Linked DNA regions of Zea mays: regions 2 and 3 are each linked to region 1. Evidence: chromatin contacts called from public Hi-C data. All regions are on one chromosome and are shown on one strand. The core of a region is the stretch at or near the end of the contact, and the rest is flanking DNA. Distances in the headings are between cores, read along the strand shown. Region 1 holds the start of LOC103650756 (crossover junction endonuclease MUS81). Region 2 holds the start of LOC100285224 (heterogeneous nuclear ribonucleoprotein 27C). Region 3 holds the start of LOC103650758 (protein JINGUBANG).

Region 1 (2,682 bases), core at 119-2,618:
TATTGAAGTCAGTAGAACCCTGGGACAAAAAAATCAGCATATTGCAATTGAAAGTTGTAAAAGGGACAGTACTGTGCAGCACATGGTTTATCCATAAAAAGAATCAAACATACCGTTTTACCAGATGGTTGCAGCTCCAATGTTCCTTGGGATGAAGAAAACTGAGCATTCTGACAATTTAAGTTGGAAGGAGGTCCCTTGCCTTCAAAAGAAGTATTGGAATTAAATAAAAATCATAATGCTTTTTTTATGAATATTATAGCAAGCATAATGCTACCAAGAGAAGCAGAAGCAGCAGTTTTCTTCTTTGTCACACAGCACTTTGGTACTCTTGTTTTCTTTCCTATTAGAATAAACAACACCATTTCAGATTTCACAGAAAAGATAATTGGTGTGGAAAAGGAAAGATTTTGAAACAGCAGACAGTTAAGCATGAAAATCGTTACCATACTCTCCAGCTACATTACCTTTCGCTGGAGAATCCTGCTTGGACTCTGCAAAGAAGCCTTTCATACAGCGTATGAGCCATGGTCCTACACCACTGCACACAGTGATAGAGTATTAGAAACATCCAGCTATGTAAATCAAAATTATTCAAAAAGTCCAGAACTGTATTACTACCAAATAGTAGGTTGCGTATTTCTTTCATGAAAAAAAAAACTCTAGAATCATAGTGCACATTGCGGCTTGTAGGCTAACAAAAGCTACAGAATTGATTAGCAATGCAAACACAAGTTTCTGATATTAGCCCAAGATATGAAAACAATCCCAATTCCTGAAATGTTACTAAAAACACAGCTTTTTAGATCCGGTTCCTATCCAACTACAGCTCAAAATAAGACAATTCCAATTCCCACCAACAATAACCGCACAAAAAAAATTCAATCGAACTCCTCTCTCAGTGTAGCATTTACCCCAGCAACGGACAAAAAAAGAATGGATTGGAGAGGTAGGAGGAAAGAATTAGTACTTGATTTTGGAGAACTCCTTGAGAGTCCGGATGGGCTCATTGGCGGCGCAGACATTGCGGTAGGCTTTGGCGAACGTGCGGTCCAGGTGCTCCTTGAAACCGGCCGGCTGCTCCCTCATAGACAGCCGCTTCTCGTGGAGGCAGCGAGCCACCTCCTCGTTCTCCGGGATCCGCACCTTGAGCTGCATCAACGCCGGCGCCGGCGCCGCCATCTCTGAGAGGTTTTGGAGCTCGGAGAGGGGGGCTGCTGCTGGATCGGGGGTGCTAGGGTTTGGGGTGGAGGGGTGACCCGTGGCCGTAGCCGTGGCCGGGTGGGGAAGAACAGGTCACCGTTGAAATGGTTCGAAGCTCGAACTGATTTGAATTTTGCGGTCGGGACTCACGATGCATGTGATCTTCGCAAGCTGGCTTGGGCTGGGCTGTCCATCTAGAAGGGCAATCCTTAGTGGGCTTTAGTTCGACTCCAAGCCTGCTCGCCCACTCGTTAATAACCGTTGTTCAAATTTTCTCCCCCGTTCACCCCGCCGCGTGCTCGCTTCTCTCTTCTCTCTTCTCTCTCAGCCGAGCTCCCTCTCTCCGCGATTGGCGACGACTGAGGAGCGGGCAGAATTCAAAAAAAAAAAAAAAAAAGAGTGGGCGACCGCCGCCGCCGCCCAACGCCAGGTGCCCGGGCCGCTTTCGCCAGCAACGAGCACCCACCAGGTACGCCCGCCGTTTTTTCTCCCCTTACTACTGTGCGAAACCGAGCATCCAAATTCCAAACCCTAACGGCTAGTTGTAATCGGATCTGATCTATCTACAAGCATCTTCTGCCGACTAACTTCGATTTTGCAAAGATTATTGCGCCTGCTGGGTACGAGATGGGGATAGAGGATTACCATGTCATCGACCTCGTCGGGGAGGGCTCCTTCGGCAAGGTTTACAAGGGCAGGCGCAAGTACACTCGGCAGGTCAGCGTCTCCCCATCTTCTGTCCTGGGCCCGCTGGATTTGGGCCCATCTGATGATTAGATGAACTCCCTTTGTGTGGTTTCGACTTCATAGAGTTTGTTTTCTCCTGTTTTGCTTCTGTTTCAGACGGTCGCCATGAAGTTCATTCTTAAGCACGGGAAGACCGATAAGGATATCCACAACCTTAGGCAGGAGATTGAGGTAAACCATTTCTATTTCTACATGTACTTCGGGTTTGGGTATTTTGTTGTTATTAAACAAAGAATTGGGAGTGGCTACAAAAATTATAATTCTGATGTGGTGTCCGCTACGATTCGGTTGTGCTTGTCAAATTAGCATTATTAGGCAATGGCGCTCCTTATCTCATTATACCATTTCACTTCTTGATGTCATACACAATTCTGTAGATCCTAAGGAAACTCAAACATGAGAACATAATTGAAATGATCGATGCCTTTGAAACCCCTCAGGAGTTTTGTGTTGTCACAGAGTTTGCTCAGGTACACAAGAACTCAGTTTGATTACCTTGTCCTTTCTCATCTTTGACTGGTTTCAATTGTTTGCAGCTGGCTAACTCTAATGAAAATGCTTGTCTCAGGGAGAACTGTTTGAGGTGCTCGAGGATGATAAATGCCTTCCAGAAGAACAAGTTCAGGCAATTGCTAAGCAGCTGGTATGCACATCGCTCTGGCACCCTGCACAATAGCAGGCCAGTTGTTTTGGCCGTCCGTCTTCCCTTCATGGTTTCAACATATTTCATTT
Region 2 (2,682 bases), core at 90-2,589, 250 kb after region 1:
AGATTCTTGCAAGTGCTCTTCCCATAAACTGTAGCGGGTTTTCGGAAGCTAGTGGAACTTTGTAAAGGCCTCGTAGTGGATCCCCAGCCATTCACCTCGGTAGTGTCTAAGGGCCTAGCTAACCCTGGCGACATGGGATACACGACTTGTGGGTAAATGGTACAACCTCTGCAGAGTGTAAAACTGGTATACTAGCCGAGCTCACGGTCACGAGCAGCTCAGGACTCTCTGATGATTAATTTATGGAACCTAAATTCAATTTTGTCATTTGCATATGCATGGGTTTATTATTAATTTGTTCTATTACTTTATTTAAGGTTTGGTATTTACTTACACTTAGTAACTGCTAATAAAAGTTTGACCAACATTAAAAGCAATGCTCAGCTTTAACCATTCTCTTTGATAAGCCTTACACTCCATGAGCTCCCACCTTTGGTGAGTTCATGTCACATTATTCCCCACGACTTGTTGAGCGATGAACGTATGTGAGCTCACTCTTGCTGTCTCACACCCCCACAGGAGAAGAGCAGGTGGTTCAGGAGGAGCCACAAGGCGAGGAGTTTGATCTGATCTAGGTGGCGTTTCTCAGTTGACATTGGCGCCAACGATCCTTAGTTTGTTTTATCTTTATTATTTTATTTTGTAATAAGTCTTCCGCTATGTAATAAATACTCTGATGGTTTATGACATTTATCTCTATATACTCTGTTATTATATATGTTGTCTTCTTGGCGCATGTATGAGATGCATCTGGCTTTGTTCCTTAAAGCCGGGTGTGACAGTGCCGTGTGCTGAGCCGCCCGTCCGACAGTCGATGTGCAAGCGATCAACCTTCCTAACGAATGGAAATTCCTGAATGGGATAGTCACAAAACCCTAACGGACAGAAATTCCTGAATGGAGAAAGCATGGTGGAAGATGGTAGGTAATACCTCTAGCGAGCAGCAAGTGGGGATGGAGGCGCACGCCGCCGTGTCTTTTCCCCCAAACAGTTCTTTATATGAAGGTCTAGAATGCTCCTGAAGATAGAGTCCAACAACCGACCATATACGAAGAAGGCTCGCGGTGATGAGTTGTTTCCGTGGTCGTCGAAATAAAATCTTGCGGCTGAGATAAGGCAGGATGACGTGGAACAACCACAAGCAAGATATGCTCCCACGGTTAATATATATAGAATAGAAAATAGCTGAAACATTTTTTTTTTCCAATGTCGCTATATCACCCTGGAACAAGCAGACCTGGCTTTAATGGGCCTCCGTTTGACCGACTGGGCCTGCAAGAGCCTATCTACGGCGATGACGACTGAAGCGGAACGGCGCGGATCCAAAGCTATTGCCCAGCCCTGGAGTCTGACGACCTCGTTTCCCTGCTGTCTCGCCTCTCTTTCGGTTCTCACGGCGACGACTGGGCGAGCGCCGCCTCCCCTCCCTCGCTCCGTGAGGTCCTCGCCGGCGACGAGTGCCGCCGCCCGTTTCCATGTTTTTTCCGCCGATTAGTGTCCACCAGGTACGCCTCTGTCACTCTCCCCTTCCCTTCCTGCTGCGCGGAACTGAAGACCCCAAACCCTAATGCGAGTTATCTCTATTCGGATCTGCCCCAATTGCGAGTATACACATGGCGCCTGCTAACTTCGAGTTTTCGCAAACTTATCGGGTGTACACGTGTCCTATGCTGTGTCCGCCCCTTGCTACTACAACGTGTTTATGATTCTGGCGCGGCTAATTTTCTAAAAAAATAAAATAAAATTGGGGTCTCAGTTCCACTTCCATCCCCCATGCTCCATGCCAAGCCTTCCATGACAGAGGTTGTTGGTTGTGTTGGCACGGGTGACTCATCCGGAATTGGGATTTTGCCCTGGGGGATAGTTTCTGAAAACTATCTGCGTTTAGTGTAAGAACTATGTGCTTAGGTCCTGAGAGATCAATTTGGCCTTGGGCATGAGCCCAAAATCTGCGGACCATGACACTGTATGGCCATCACCCACTTGACTTATTGTTGGATATTAACTAGCTTTATTATCTCAGTGGAGCTGGATAGAGAGATAGGTTCCAGTGCCAGGCAATACAATGTTTCTGCTTCAGAGCAGCATATATTTCGTAGACATTATCAATATTACCGCTGTTCTCTCCCTTTGCATTATGATTTTGTTGCCATCGTTTATTGTATACCCAGTTAACCATCATTGAACAGCATTTATATTATTGCTCATTTTCTGTTTCGTCCCCAGCTGTCGAGCTCAGATACACATCCTGCTTATCCAGCTGTTATTTGAATCTTATATCTTGCCATTGACTGGTTATGTGGCCATGAGACACTTTTACTAAATCATACCAACTTTCAGATCTAGTGAAGGCTGGTAACTTGACGCAAGGTGTTCAAGAAATTTAAGCCACACACTCTTCATCATAGGCCCAGGCAATATTTGTGTTAATCTCAGGGACCTCCAGTAGATTGCTGAGAGTTATCCTTGATACAGGGGAATATAGACACAGAATTTTTTGAACATTGATCTGTAGCCAGTGCTGCAATGGCTACAAAGCTTGTGGTAACTTACCAACTCTTCTTTCCTTTGTAAGATTCTATACATGAATGCCACACTTGAGGGATAATGAGGATGCACAATTAATGCACCTAGGTTCTCGGTATCCCCTGGGATGTTGACACTGAAGGGTTACGAGAGTAC
Region 3 (2,682 bases), core at 58-2,557, 160 kb after region 1:
GCCCTCGTGGCCTCTGACGACGCCCACCTTGGCCAGCTCGCCGGCGCTCTGACGGCGCCACAGGCCGATGGTCTTGTCGGCGGAGCCGGTGCAGAGCAGGTCCCTGGCGACGCAGAGGCACAGCACGGCGGCGTCGTGCGCCCTGACGTCGCACGCGAGGGTCCAGCGCGCGGCGGTCCTGCCGCCGAGGCGGTCCCAGGCGGCGACGTGGCCGTCGGAGCCCGCGGCGTAGAGCCGGCGGTCGTCGGCGGCGACGGCGAGCGCGTTCCACGAGACGCCGTCGCGGGCGACGAGGACGCCCTGGAGGAAATGCGACGCCTTCCCCTTCTCCCAGGCCTTGACGCGGCCGTCGGCGGAGGCGGAGTAGACGATGCCGGCGTCTGCGGCGACGGCGTTGACGGCGTCGTCGTGGGCGCGGATGGACTCGAGGCACCTGAGGTCGGCGACGCGCCAGACCTTGAGCGTGCGGTCCCAGGAGCCCGAGTAGAGGAGCGCGGCGTCGTGCACGGCGACGGCGAGGCAGGAGATGCTGTCGGCGTGCTCGATCCAGAGGCGGCGGTGGTGGGCGCGGCGCGCCGCCGTGGTGGCGGTGGTCTGCACGTAGCTGTCCTGGCGGAACACCCGGCCCAGGTAGTCCCTGGCGGTGGGCAGCGCGGCGACGAGCTTGAAGGCGTTCTCGGAGCGGCGGCCGCGGGAGACGCGCCAGACGCGGACGCGGCCGTCCTGGTGCGCGGAGAAGACGCGGCCGCCCGCGGCCGCCAGCGCCTTGACGGAGCCGCCGCTCTCGCCGTGGCCGAAGCGCGCGAAGCGCCGGAGGTCGGGCTGCTGCCACGCCACGACGTCGCCGGCCGTGGACGCGCTGAGCAGGAACTCCCCGCAGAGGGAGAGGCTGGAGACGGAGCCCGCGTGGTCCCGCAGCACCGCCAACGCCTTGCACGGCCCCGCCGGCGGGAAGGCGGACGGGGGTGAGGGGTCGGAGGAGTTGGAGGAGGAGAAGGAGGCGAAGGAGGAGGAGGAGGAGGAGGAGGAGGAGAAGGACGCCGTCAGGCACGCGGGCCGCGGGAGCAGCGGCGCCGACATGGCGTTGCGGTCCGCGTCCGGCATTGCCATCATGGTGAGGTAGGATGGGGGGAGGTTCCGCCGCTCCGGCACCGCACGCGCAGAGACGTTGGCTATAATAGTAGAGGGTGGTGGCTACGCCGCGGCGCTGGCTTTGGCGTTCGTTGGTTGGTTCGCAGACAGACAAGAGGGAGCGGGGGCGCGGGGCGCCGGACGCGGGCCGTTTTAAAAGTATAACCACAGGACGACGACCAGACAAGCAGTGGAATGCTGTTATTAAAAGCGGGTTGGGGTGGGGCCGGCGACGGACCGGAGAGGCGGTTCAACGGCTACTACTAGCTGGGTTGGGGCGAGGTTAGCTGCTTTGCTGCCAGTTGCCTCCTTTTTAACTGTCTTTTCTTTTCCTGCCCGAACGATCCATCATCATGCAGCAGAGCAGAGCACCACGGCACACGACTTCGTCTGTCCATGCAGAAAGCAGAGAGTTTAGGTTGGATCCAGAGCATTTCTGCGTGGCTATTTTTGGGCCGGATTCACAGATTTAAGGGTTACAGGTGAGGTGCTCACACCACACGCAAGCTAATTTTATGCTCTAGCTCTGTCCGACTGATGGAGTTCCCTTCAAGACTAGCCCTAATTCCTAGTGCGTTTTGCATTGTCTACTGAACAGCATGCAGCTCTACTGCGGCCACGGTCGCAGTGCGTTGACAGCCCCGGCCGCTGGCTTCGCAGAAGAGCGGCTAGCTTTGACGACGCACGCGATCGAGGCCGGTGCCGGAAAACAATTGGGGTACGGACGCGCTCTCTTTACGCTAATGCATGCGTTAGGTCGAAAAAGTTCCCCAAACATTGTAAGTATATACAGACGGCGGCAGTAGGGTGTTCGATCGACACGTGATTTATATGAGCATGGCTCGCGCGTGCATGAGAAGTCGAGAACGTGTATACAGAAAGATAGCTGCAAAAAAAATCAGACGGAAAGCCATGGATGATTTGACGCACAAACGTTATTAGCGTCAGCTAGCCGACCAGCACTATTCCATAGATTAGTTGCCAGTATTGCTTCGTTCTGAACCCCTAGATGCGTTGATTTCGTCTAAGTGTATGTTTGGTTGCCTACACCTGAAAGACGTGTGTTGCACGAGTGGATGTAAAACAAGCCATTTGGACGCCAATTACCTGCATCCGCTCGTACGGTGGAAACGTCCCTATCCGGTTACCCAGCTTCGCGCGAGCTTGATAGGAAGAGCACATCGATGACTTGTCAGTTTTTGGGAAGGTCTCTGGTGCCGTGGAGCTCTAAGAAACAAAATTTTGTTGCCCTATTGACCGTCTAGACCTAGTATGTTGCCGCAGGCCACTGTTGCACGTAAGTAGTTTGGTTGAGGTAAACCATTCGGTGCTTTGGCTACAATCTGAGCAAAGTCCCACTCCTATATGATAATGAGAGTGCAATCCTCTTGGCGGATAATCCCGTTGAACACAGCCGCACTAAGCACATAGACATCCGGCATCACTTTCTAAGAGACCACCAACAAAGGAAAGATATCGATATTTGCCATGTTAGCACCGATCACCAGCTAGCCGATATCTTCACCAAACCTTTAGATGAAAGAAGGTTTG

What was found. A called contact is a pair of places that touch in the nucleus more often than the background predicts.
Region 2: a contact with region 1 is called in a Hi-C map of leaf, with 5 times the contacts expected there. The contact joins the promoter of LOC100285224 here to the promoter of LOC103650756 in region 1. A contact is called at or near these places in 10 of 25 Hi-C or Micro-C datasets (bundle sheath, ear, endosperm and 3 more) and 1 of 3 datasets of contacts at active chromatin or transcription factors (leaf).
Region 3: a contact with region 1 is called in a Hi-C map of leaf, with 2.2 times the contacts expected there. The contact joins the promoter of LOC103650758 here to the promoter of LOC103650756 in region 1. A contact is called at or near these places in 5 of 25 Hi-C or Micro-C datasets (bundle sheath, ear, endosperm and 2 more).

What each region holds. Positions count from the first base shown.
Region 1 is chr3:153,168,281-153,170,962 of Zm-B73-REFERENCE-NAM-5.0, forward strand. It overlaps LOC103650756 (crossover junction endonuclease MUS81), which reads right to left and starts at 1,369. Exons shown (of 11, transcript XM_008676327.3): 1 at 971-1,369; 2 at 468-541; 3 at 278-343; 4 at 114-202; 5 at 1-19. The coding sequence starts at 1,182. It overlaps LOC103650755 (serine/threonine-protein kinase TIO), which reads left to right and starts at 1,320. Exons shown (of 23, transcript XM_008676326.4): 1 at 1,320-1,672; 2 at 1,807-1,920; 3 at 2,047-2,121; 4 at 2,328-2,420; 5 at 2,519-2,593. The coding sequence starts at 1,831.
Region 2 is chr3:153,421,783-153,424,464 of Zm-B73-REFERENCE-NAM-5.0, forward strand. LOC100285224 (heterogeneous nuclear ribonucleoprotein 27C) reads left to right here and starts at 1,340. Exons shown (of 14, transcript NM_001291626.1): 1 at 1,340-1,505; 2 at 2,341-2,544; 3 at 2,635-2,682. The coding sequence starts at 2,527.
Region 3 is chr3:153,329,028-153,331,709 of Zm-B73-REFERENCE-NAM-5.0, forward strand. It overlaps LOC103650758 (protein JINGUBANG), which reads right to left and starts at 1,308. Exons shown (of 1, transcript XM_008676329.4): 1 at 1-1,308. The coding sequence starts at 1,113.